Linked DNA regions of Mus musculus: region 2 is linked to region 1. The links are chromatin contacts, called in public HiChIP or PLAC-seq maps. All regions are on one chromosome and are shown on one strand. Each heading gives the region's core, a stretch centred on a gene start, on an enhancer-like site or on the middle of the called end of the contact. The rest is flanking DNA. Distances are from core to core; before and after follow the strand shown.

Evidence for each region. HiChIP or PLAC-seq counts read pairs in DNA pulled down with a chosen protein or histone mark.
Region 2: a FOXA1 HiChIP or PLAC-seq map of pancreatic cancer cells shows a contact between it and region 1. The contact joins two enhancer-like sites. A contact is called at or near these places in 1 of 39 promoter capture datasets (cranial neural crest) and 1 of 115 datasets of contacts at active chromatin or transcription factors (pancreatic cancer cells).

Annotation. Positions count from the first base shown.
Region 1 is chr2:5,264,600-5,270,328 of GRCm38.p6, forward strand. No RefSeq gene overlaps it. Among named protein-coding and RNA genes, the nearest start is that of Gm23118, 7.3 kb to the left of the region's middle. Within about 2 kb of position 3,567, at least 7 of the 459 cell types and tissues checked have an H3K27ac peak or open chromatin away from gene starts, as enhancers often do. A contact at or near this core is called in pancreatic cancer cells, where this site is marked.
Region 2 is chr2:5,730,478-5,736,184 of GRCm38.p6, forward strand. All of the region lies in intron 1 of Gm29857 (a long non-coding RNA gene), which reads left to right. Among named protein-coding and RNA genes, the nearest start is that of Gm29857, 5.3 kb to the left of the region's middle. Within about 2 kb of position 3,439, at least 23 of the 459 cell types and tissues checked have an H3K27ac peak or open chromatin away from gene starts, as enhancers often do. A contact at or near this core is called in pancreatic cancer cells, where this site is marked.

The DNA.
Region 1 (5,729 bases), core at 2,317-4,816:
GAATTCAATCTTAAAAGGCACTTATAATAAGATAATACTAAAAGAGAGCACGTGGATCCATACACCAGACTAACTCGGGAATAGGGTATGAGTATACGGGTTTATGAGAACGCCAAAGCTCCAGGTGAGTTTCCGTGAAACTCTTTGCCTCGTGAACACATCCAGGCCTCTCGGCTTGCCAAGCAGACTTCACTGGGGTGTGCGTGGCAGTTGACCTCCACATCTCCTACAAATATATACCCACATAGGCCCTGCATGGTACTCCATGCCTTGGAAGTATACTCAGCAGCTACCCTGAAGTAATTACCTGCCTGTCACAACCTATGTCCCTAGGAGAAGAACACTGATATCTCAGTCTGCACATTTACATGGGTTTATGTTCTCAAAACATGTGGCCGTAAGATATGGTATCACTTTTGTTCATTTCTGCCTTCCTGGTGGTAAACAATTATAAATATTATGTCATATTAAAATAATAGAGGAATTTCCACAGGGAAATTTGGCCTTGTGGTTGACATCTTCAGATAACTCCTCCCTGGGACATGGAATCAGTTTAGCTATAAAGGCTTTGACTCCTCTCTTGGGCACACAAAGGTAGCTAAAAGCATCATAGAACCCTGGCATATCTGCCTTCATGAAGATGTCTCCTTTGCAATGGCTTAGATTCTAGGGTGCGTTCTTGTGGATATGCCATTAGACTCTGGATGTCAACCACCCATATTGATATAGAAATTAACGATGCCTAATTTGCTTCAAGGTTGAAGGTAGAAAGTAACTGAGGCATTTCATACCAACTTTAACAGACCCGGAGAAAGCTTCCAGAGTCTCCAGTCATTGTCCTAACCCCCCTGGATTCCAGGAACAGTAGAACCTCACAAGTCATCTCACTGCTGTGATTGCTCTTCAGCTACTGATGCATAGACAATGAATAGAATCTGGTGGGGTTTCATTCCCAGGGGTGCTAAGTGGCTTCCAATCACTTCCCAGAAGCTCTTAAATGTTAGATTGGGATATTCTCCTCTGAGTGAATACACTACTGTATGTAAAGGCCCTGAATGAGGGCCCAGGGAGATGGCTCAGCAGGGAAAGGTGCTCACTGGAAGCTTGATGACCCGAGTTTGGTCCTTAGAACCCATATGAGACAGGAGAATGGATGAAAGTTCTCTGACCTTTTACCCTTGTGCCGAGACATGTACGGCCCCTGATAAACTAACTACAATCCAAAACAAAAACAAAAAAACAAAAAACAAAAACAAACAAACAAACAAACAAACAAAAACCCTCATGTTTTAAAGCCTGGAATGAACAACCAGAGAAAGAGCAGAATTTGAATGGACAAGGCATGCAGCCAAGCTGACATAAACAGATACCCCTAGAGGTAAGTGGTCATAAATGAATGCATTCTGTGGGAATCATCTGAAACCTGTGGTGGGCAGAGGGGCTGACCAGCTGGGGGTCACCACTGCCCTTCCCCCTCACTGACTCATTAATTCATGATTCACCATTCTTCTTGCCATGCACACCCCAGTGAAGTCTGCTTGGCAGGCCGAAAGGCCTGGAAGTGCTCACGAGGCAAAGAGTTTCACAGAAACTCACCTCCTGGAGCTTTGGCGTTCTCATTAACCCGTATACTCATACCCTATTCCCGAGTTAGTCTGGTGTATGGATCCACGTGCTCTCTTTTAGTATTATCTTATTATAAGTGCCTTTTAAGATTGAATTCTGGGGGCCTGGAGAGATGGCTCAGCGGTTAAGAGCACTGACTGCTGTTCTGAAGGTCCTGAGTTCAAATCCCAGCAACCACATGGTGGCTCACACCCATCTATAAAGAGATCTGATGGGGGACCAGAGACCCAATTCCCAGCAACCACATGATGGCTCACAACCATATGTACATCTACAGTGGAAAAAAAAAAGATTGAATTCTGACATAGCTAAGCCTTCATCAGTGTTCCAAAGTCCTAGAAAGTCCCTGAGCTGACCATGGGCTTGGAATTCAGTAAGAATGTTGCCTGTTCAGTGACATTCAGTATCACTTAGAATAAAAGTCAAGTTGCTCCCATATACAGGAATTTACAATGGTTTAGGAAGGAGATGGAGCTGTGGTTTTGGAATATTGCATTATTCATAAGGTGGTTAGCTAGAGCAGAACTCCCTAATTAGAGCCACGACTTTGGTGTGAAAGCCCTTGCCCTAGGAGTGTAAAGATATCACACCTGGCTTCTAAGACTATAGCTGACCTTAGATAGAGCTGACTTTGTCTCAGTTGTTTTATTGCCCAGTTCCTGCCAGTCTTTGTGTTTACATTCCTCTGTTTTGTGTAAGAGTCATTAAGCATCCGGTAACCTCATTTGTACCTTGCCAATGTGTCACCTAACTTCCCTATTTTCTTCTGTATAAAAAGTCTGATGCTCAATTTGACAAATTACATTCAGATTCTACACAATCTCGCGTGTTGGTCTGCCTGTCATTCGCCGACTCCTTGCCCATCTGCACCCAGAGACCCGTTCCATGCAGACAAAGGGACCCAGAGGGTCTGCAGCACTTCCAAAAGAGTTGACTTGGTCCAGACTGTCAGCATTCCTTGTAGGCTTTGCCCCACAGTTACCTGGCAACAGTCAGGTATGCCTGAGTCACTATAAAAGGGGCTGTTTGCCCCCTCCTCACTCTCTTACTCTTACCCTCTTACTCTCTTATTCTCTGTCCCTTCTCTTCCCTATTCCCCTCCCTTCCAAATGTTCTTGACTGGCCTCTCCCCTCTCTCTCTCTCTCTCTCTCTCTCTCTTGTTTTTTTTTTTTTTTTTTTTTTTTTTTGGTTTTTCGAGACAGGGTTTCTCTGTGTAGCTCTGGCTGTCCTGGAACTCACTTTGTAGACCAGGCTGGTCTCAAACTCAGAAATCCACCTGCCTCTGCCTCCCGAGTGCTGGGATTAAAGGCGTGAGCCACCACACCCGGCTCCTCTCTCTCTTTAACTCTATCTTGACTCCCTCTTCAACTCTCCTTCTATGCCCTAAATAAACTCTATTCTATACCATATATACTATATTGCTGGTACCTGGGGGGGGGGGATGTCTCAGCATGGTCCTACAAAGGCACCCCTTCCACCTCACCATACCATGCCTCTACCAAACATATCCTGATTCTTTTTTATAAAACACAATACTGACACAAGGATGCAATGCTGGGAGCCAAGAAGTCTTAGCTTCCATGTCCTTTCTAGCTACTCCCTGCAGGTCAGGCTAAGATAACCAAGGATCTTGGTTAAGAGGAAGCAAGGGGAAGTTGTTGCTTATACTAAATGGAGACATTTCCCTAGTCACTTCCTAAAGCAATTCCAAGCAAGTCAGTGCCAGTGGGGTCCTTGGGAAGATGTTCTTAAGGATACCAGGCATGAATTTACAGCTACCTTAGAAACAGTTTCAAAAGCATTTCATCCCCCTTGGGAATAAAAAGGGCTGTACATATTTATAAGCAAGTGTTGGGGCAACCCCCACAGCTTTAACCAGACTTCTGCAGCTTCTCTGACCCAGAGCTTTTTCTGCTACTATGTAGGGCAGTGGTTCCCAGCCTGTGGGTTACAACTATTTGGCAAACCTCCATCTCCAAATGTTTACATTATGATTTACAACAGTAGCAAACTTAGTTAGGAAGTAGTAATAAAATAATTTTATGGTTGGAGGTCACCATAACATGTGGACCGGTATTAAAGGATCACAGAATTAGGACCGTTAAGAACCACTGATGCAGGGGATTTCTGTAAAGAGAGACCCCTGTAGAGAGCAGGCTGATCTCCCCCCTCCCCCACACGTTTGAAACATCAGAATGTGTAAATTTCTTTCAGCTTCTTCACATTTGTGGTGGGGGGGCCAAAGATCGACATCAAATCACAGAAGGATGACTCCCTCAGTCAAATTGAGTGGAAGGAGCCCTAGTCGACCAAAGAGAAAGCACTGGCTGTTCCCTGTGGCTCTTGGATCTTAACCTTGTCTGTGCAGGATGAAGTTGGAACAAATCCTTCCCAGTACTCTTGATCTGCAAAAGAACAGATCACAGAAAAAAATTTCCCTTCACTACGCTAGTATGGTGTGTACCAACAGCTCACAGAAGTGAACATGCTTCACCCCACAACACCTGCATGTAACCATCTCTTGAGTCAGATTGGCAGGTGGTCTTTCAGTAGAGAGCCTGGTCATTTCTAGAGTTTCCTCCTCCCTGCAGGGGGCACTGTGGTGCCCATGATCCCTGATTCTCTAACTCCCTTCCATGGAAGAAAGAATTGATAAATGCTCTTATTTGGCTGGAACGAACTTTGAAGTGTTATTGGTTCAATAGCTCAGCTCCAGATAATTGACTACAACACATGGTTCCTGTGTTTTTCGTAGCTCACTGCCACCTGCCTTTATTCTACACCTGATGGTTCTGGCAGCAAATGGCCATGGGCTGATGAACACTCTTGTTCCTGTGGAAGACGCATACATGCCACCCTGGGTCTTTGGTGTTAGAATATGTAGCCACCAGCGACCATGGGTTACTAGATTCCTGAAAGGAAAGATGGGGTTTTGGATGGGGAAGGCTGTGAGAGAAATAATGAGCCAAGACAAAGTTCTGATCAAGGCCAATGTTTACTTATGAGTCTAAGCTTATAAGGGGGGGGGGGGGGACGACCCATTCCCCACCATGCCAGGATCTCTTTGCTTTGACAGGATAGTGTCAGGAGAATAGGTTCAGTCTCTCAGCGGGTAGTGGTGTCTTAGAAGAAACCACAGATGTGGCAGACAAAAGACTTTAGCTAGGTCAGAAGACTCCACCCTAGGTGGGCTAGCAACTGTAGCAAGCCAGGTCTGAGCCAGCCTGCTCAAGGCTAGGGGAAGGGCACAGTTCCTCCCTTTTTATTTATTAAAAATAGCTGGACTGGGGCATACAATTTACCTATGCTCCATGGTCCTGCCTGGGAATTATGGTGGCTGGTAACTGCACCTGTCTTAGGACTGAATCTAATTGGACTTTTTTTGACCTGTCTTGGAGAACACATGCAGCTTGTTGTGTTTATTTGCACAAACATGGCATTTTAGTGTTTATTAAGAAAAAACACAGCCTTTGGCACATGCCTCTGTCTTAGGTTGAAATAAAAGCCATAGACCAGTGGCATGTCTTTGGCTGCCGGTCCTCATTGTACACCTTTCCCATTCAGACCAAAGCCACAATATGCACTCAATGTATTTCTTCATAGCAATGAATTACTGCCATCTGCACTTTGCTGAGGGCAAGCCTGTATGAAGGTAACCATCTACTTGAACACACAAACTCAAAGTTGAAAGCTACAGTATTAAGGTTTTTTGTGTCCCAGGCACTCAATTCAAATTAAAGCTAATTGCAAATTAGCAATGATCAGGCTCAAGTCTGGCCTCCGGGAGTGGGGGAGGTGGCTTTAAGAATAAACAGAAAAACTGTTACTTCTCATGTAAATTGTGGAGGCTATGCTCCAAGTTAACTCTGCTGGCTAATAAAGATTTTTAGCTATCTTCATAATAAGAATCTCCAATATTGGATTTATTTCTAGACAGTCCATAATTGAGTCAGCATAACTGGTCACACTAAAGGAAATACAAGAGTCATTATAACTCCTCCTTTTGATTAATTTTTCTAATCAGTTTCCACAGTCAATATGTTCTCTGTCCCACAAGGTTAAAAAGCTTGAAGCGAGGCAGCTTAACTTGTCTAATCTGGGA
Region 2 (5,707 bases), core at 2,189-4,688, 470 kb after region 1:
TTCAAAATAAATTGGCAGAAATCTGAAGCGATGCCAATACCGCCCTCCTGCCCGCAGGCAACTGGGTCCCAGTGGGAGGTCTCTTAGCAACCGGGCTCAAATCAAATATTTGGGCGTCTGGACACATTCTGATTGGAATGAGATCATGAACAAAAACTTCTCTCTTTCCATCAACTTAGCTACTGAGCGTTACGAAAGGATGCTGAGTCCCCGCGCTGGCTCCCTGCACTGGGTAAGCGTGACTCATGCGGCCATTCAATTAGAGCCCATCCACACCATCGCAGTCCCAGACTGGCAGGCCACAGCTCCAACGTCTATTTCTGGCTTTGTATATATCCTTAGACAAGAGGCTCTAACTTTTTGTTGTTGCTGCTGCTGCTATGGCTGCTGCGCCTGCATAAAGCTCAGAGTTTTAATTTGATCCCATCAGGCCCTCTGCGCACAGCCCTTTTCGAAAATCAGATGTTCATAGGATCACAAGGGCAGCAAAGGCGAGTTCAATTCTGAAGGTGCCAGGAGGAAGGAGAGCATTGGGTACTGTCTCGTTCCATCTGCCATGTCATCCTTCCCTCCAGTTCTCCTGCAAATGACAAATGGCAAATGAGTGGGAGAAGGGGGCAGACGGATGCCAGCCAAGACAGCTTCACATCTTTTATTTTCCAACTTCAACTCCTAGCTTCACCCTATTTTTGTTCACTCAGGGAAAACGATTTGCATGGAATTTGGTGTTGGTTGCTAATTGAAATAGATATTTTTCATGTACAGGGGAGGCTTTATTTCAGGTTTTGTCTATAAAATTAAGCTTTTAAAAACCTACTTTTTAGCCTGACTGTGGTGCCACACACCTTTATTCTCAGCTCATCAGAGGCAGAGGAGGCAGAGGGGCAGAGAGGCAGAGGGGGGCAGAGGGAGGCAGAGAGGGGCAGAGAGGGGCAGAGGTGGGCAGAGATGGGCAGAGGTGGGCAGAGGCAGGCAGAGAGGCAGAGAGGCAGAGGCAGAGGGGCAGAGAGGCAGAGGGGGGCAGAGGCAGGAGACAGATCTCTATGAGTTCAAAGCCAGTCTGATCTACATAGTGAGTTTCAGGGCAGTCAGCACTACATAAAGACCCTGTCTCAAAATAAACAAACAAACAACAAAAAAAAAATCTAGTGTTTTTAGATTTTATTATTGGACAACTTTATACATGTATTCTGGTCACACTTCCCCTTCTACCCTTCTGAAATTTTAGTATCTTGATCTCATGAGAGATGGGTGGGTGGCTCAGCCTACCAATTCCACCCAATAAGCTCACCTGCGTGTCCATTGTTGGTAATGGACAGACCACTCCATTCCTGATGCGAGTTATTTCTGTGTGCCTAGATGTCCAACTTCTCCATTCAGTCCCAAAGGTGCTATCATGATACGGCCCTCGTTCCTTTGTGCGTGCTTGCATGTGCTTACCCAATGGAGTGTGTGTGCAGGAGTGCACACAGAGGCCAAGTACGGCCCTCATCCCTTTGTGCGTGCTTGCATGTGCTTACCCAACGGAGTGTGTGTGCAGGCAAGTGCACACAGAGGCCAAGGGTGAGTGCCAGGTGCTTTCTCGGTCTTCTCCATCTTTTCTTTTGAGACAAGATCTCACTCTGAACCTGAAGCTTTCCAATTCTGCCAGAAGGCTGGTCAGGAAGCCCCAGGGCCCTGCCTCGCTCTGTTTCCTAACTCAAGGGCTACAGGTGTTACTATGCCACACCTTTTCCATGGCTTCTGAAGAGCCAAACTCAGGCCCTCCAGCTTCTGCGGCAGGTGCTTTATCCACTGAGCCACACACCCCCTCCAGCCTCCCTTGTCACCTTTTAAAGACACATTACCAGAGTCTTGATGGCAAACATTGTAAAATTTCAAGCAAACACTCCATGAGTTTAATTGACCCTCAGAGCACACAGGTGCCGTTTGTTCTGTTGCGAGTAATAGAACAGCAGAAGGTCTCCAGAGAGGAAGGTAGGGAATGGGGAGCCTCTTCCCCAAGGCTCTGTGGCCTTGGACAAGTCAAAGAATTCCCTCCAAGCTGATGTCCTTATCCAGAAAATGAACGTGTTAGCGTTCTCTCCGCAGATGGGGTGTTTTAAGGCCATCAGGCAAGGATCAACTGCCAAGCATCTGACATGGAGAAGCCAATCTGCCGCCTATCATAATTCCATGGCTTTCTCGTCTGAAACACTGAGTCTTTGGGGGCATCGCGACACTATAAAAAAGCATGCTTGGCTTCTTTAAATGTTCTGATTACAACTCCTCTAAAACGCTGCAGAGACACACACCGGAAGCTGGCACCCCAGCTTTGGTGACTGTGGGTAACCCAAGTTTACTAAATCAACCCCTGGTTTAAAACAGACATGCATACACACACACACACATACACACATATACACACACCACTTATGCTTATGTTAATGACAGAACTTTTGCTAAACTACTTCAGATTAGAAGAAATATTTAGTGTAAGGACTCTATTACAAGGCCACATTAAATGAAAAACTAAAGCCAGAACCAGTTTAACACTGATCAACTTTACAAAATAATGCAAGTGAATAGGACCCTCTGCCCATTTTTTTGCAGTATGTTTTTGTTTATAAGCAATATGTATTTTGATTGAGTCCTTGGTTATCTTTACAAAGTAACCATTTCCCTCAGCTCAAGCATACTGTGCAGATTCTCCTTATCAGGCATTTCCTGGGAAAGAGAAAATTGGGGGAGGGACACACACACAAATTTTCCATAATCCTAAACTTACCTTCTAGCTTGGGACACAGTCAATGAACACATCTGTTACTGTACCACTTTACCAGAACAAAAAAACAAAGGCTTTAACTTTCAAATTACACAACCACAAAGATCAGTTGGTAGGGTTTAATGTGTGTGACAAATCAAGAGGAAGACAATTTGGCCAACCCAGGCCAGTTGAAAATAAGAGCTGGGATTTGAACCTAAGTTACATTGTAGGTCTAATTTGGCAACAACAAGATGAGTGATTAAGATCAAAGACAGCCTGCCAAGCTGGATGAAATATTTGTTTAGTTTTCTTAAAAGCATCAAAGCCATAATGAGATAGTGAAGAAACACCAGCCAAAGTCAAGAAGACAAAGCAGAAGCAAGTTATTCCTGCTTGAGGACCTTCCAGCCTAAGGCATCAGTCAAGCCCAAAGAAAAGCAAGTTGGAGACGAGCTCTTCATTTGATAAGGGAATAAAAACTCCAACGCCAGGAACAAAGACCAGGGTCAAACCACTGCAAACTTTAAGTCAGGTCCTCTGAGTTCAGAGACATTTATTTTACATTCATTTTTAAAGACACTCCCCACCCAGACCTGGCAATGAATCAGCTCCTGGACTACCACAGGAATTCAGCTGTTAATTCATGAGTGAATGATTCAGAAGACAAAGAGAGGCAACTCTATGAAGTATCTGTCAGGAACATTGACTACCAGGAAGGTCTCCCAGACAAGGGATCGGCAGTTGAGGAATTACCTCTTGACCTACAAGTACAAAGCAGAGCACAAACTAGAAATAGTCTGTGGTGGTTTGTACATGCTTGGCCCAGGGAGTGGCTCTAGTCTGTGGTGGTTTGTATATGCTTGGCCCAGGGAGTGGCTCTAGTTTGTGGTGGTTTGTACATGCTTGGCTCAGGGAGTGGCTCTAGTTTGTGGTGGTTTGTATATGCTTGGCCCAGGGAGTGGCTCTAGTTTGTGGTGGTTTGTACATGCTTGGCCCAGGGAGTGGCTCTAGTCTGTGGTGGTTTGTATATGCTTGGCCCGGGGAGTGGCTCTAGTCTGTGGTGGTTTGTATATGCTTGGCCCGGGGAGTGGCTCTAGTCTGTGGTGGTTTGTATATGCTTGGCCCAGGGAGTGAGTCTGTTAGGAGGCGTGGCCTTGTTGGAGTAGGTGTAACCTTGTTGGAGGAAGTGTGTCACTGTGGGCATAGGCTTTGAGACCCTCAAATGAAGATGTAGAGCTCTCTGCTCCTCCTGGACCATGCCTGCCTGGATGCTGCTGTGCTCCCACGGTAATAGACTGGCCATGTTTAGTCTACTACTTTCTCTCCCTGCTCTGGATTGTACCCTCCCCAGTATCTACAATAAAAACTTTGTCAACCATACCTCAGAGTGGTCATGTCCTCACTTGATACTTTAGTTCTGAAACCCCCACTTTTATACAGGACTAAGAGTTCAAAAAATGAGTTAGCCAGATATTCTCATTCAAACCAGCACAAGAGGCTGACTCCTAGTAAACAGAAAAACTCATAATTTCTTTAATTCCCCCCCATGATACATTATTTGTGGCAGTATCTAAAACTACAAAAAAAAATATTGTCAAAGGGATCTGGGGCTTAACTCATTGGCAGAATATTTGCTTGGCATATTCAAGGCCATAGGTTCAATCCTTAACACTTCCCCCCAAATTAATTTAGGATGCAAATAGACTTACATGAAACATACGATTTTATACAAAACTAATGTAAGACTCTGATGAGCCTTAACTAGCAGGGACCCCCCCCCCCCCCCAAGTGAACAACAGAGAGCCAGGGATCAATGCAAAGGCAAAAGGAATTTATTGTTCCAGTGCACTGGGGTTGCCCTGTACCTGAAAGAGGCGACCACCCTGGGTGGCCCATTTGGAGAGGGTTTTTATACAGTTTCCAGGGGCGGCAGAGAACATCAGCAACTAGGCACAATATGACTGGCAGAACAGAGCACCCTTTAAACTGATTGGTCTTTAGTAAATGAGGTAATCAGCCTTTCCCTTCCGGCCTACATGCTCTCTGACCTGTCTCTTCCAGGAGGGGAGGGGTGGAATTTTTCAAAGGTCCTGAGCTGACCTCTTCAGTGCTAAGATGTCCCCTTAAGGACAGGCCTAGGTTAAAGTAAGCTTATTGGGGGAAGGGAAGGGGACCTGCAAGGGGGGGCCCAATGGTAGTAGGCATAGTAGGCTTATAAGGTGAATGAATAGATGAACTAGAGAATCCGGTGAGCAAGAGGGAGTTCAGATAGGAGAGAGGTGAGAAGGAATGGGATCCAAGTGGGCTTTGAAATGTATAAAAGTTCTTGTGATACTCTGGGAGCCTGGAGGCCAACCTCTGCTTTGATATGCTGATAGGCACTTCAGGTAGCCATAGGTCCTTTCTGTCAGAAGTAAGGGAAATAACTTCTTTTGGAAAATGAGAACCAGTTTTCACAAGTTCTGCAGGAACTCTGGCTTTTATTGAACTGCCAGAAATCCAGGTTGAGTCCAGGGTGAGTTCATTTCTGGATATTTGGAGTACCTTTTGGAGTTTGGGGAACTGGGGTTTCCTTCAGACAAAACAGCGAGTAGCTCCAGACAACCCCTGGTTTATTTTGATAGTTTTTCCCCCAGAAGCCTATGCACAGGGCAGGGGACTGCTGCCTCAGGCCACCAGGGATGCTCTCAGGGTCCCACTACACCTTTCCTCTCTGCTCCTCCACCTGAGTCCACCCTAATCAGAGGCTGAGGAAGTGGAGTTTGTATAGCAGATCTTGTCCTAGCTCTGGCCTTGCAGTTGCTGAAGGGCCAGGCAGCAGTTCTCAAAGCCACTCTGGGAGCAAGCCAGCTCAACAAACAAGCTAATTAGCATTCAAAATGAAGCCATTTAAAGTAGCTTTATAGCCAATCGGAGCTGACAGCAGAAGGACCCCACAGGCAGTCACTGACAAGCCCTGGT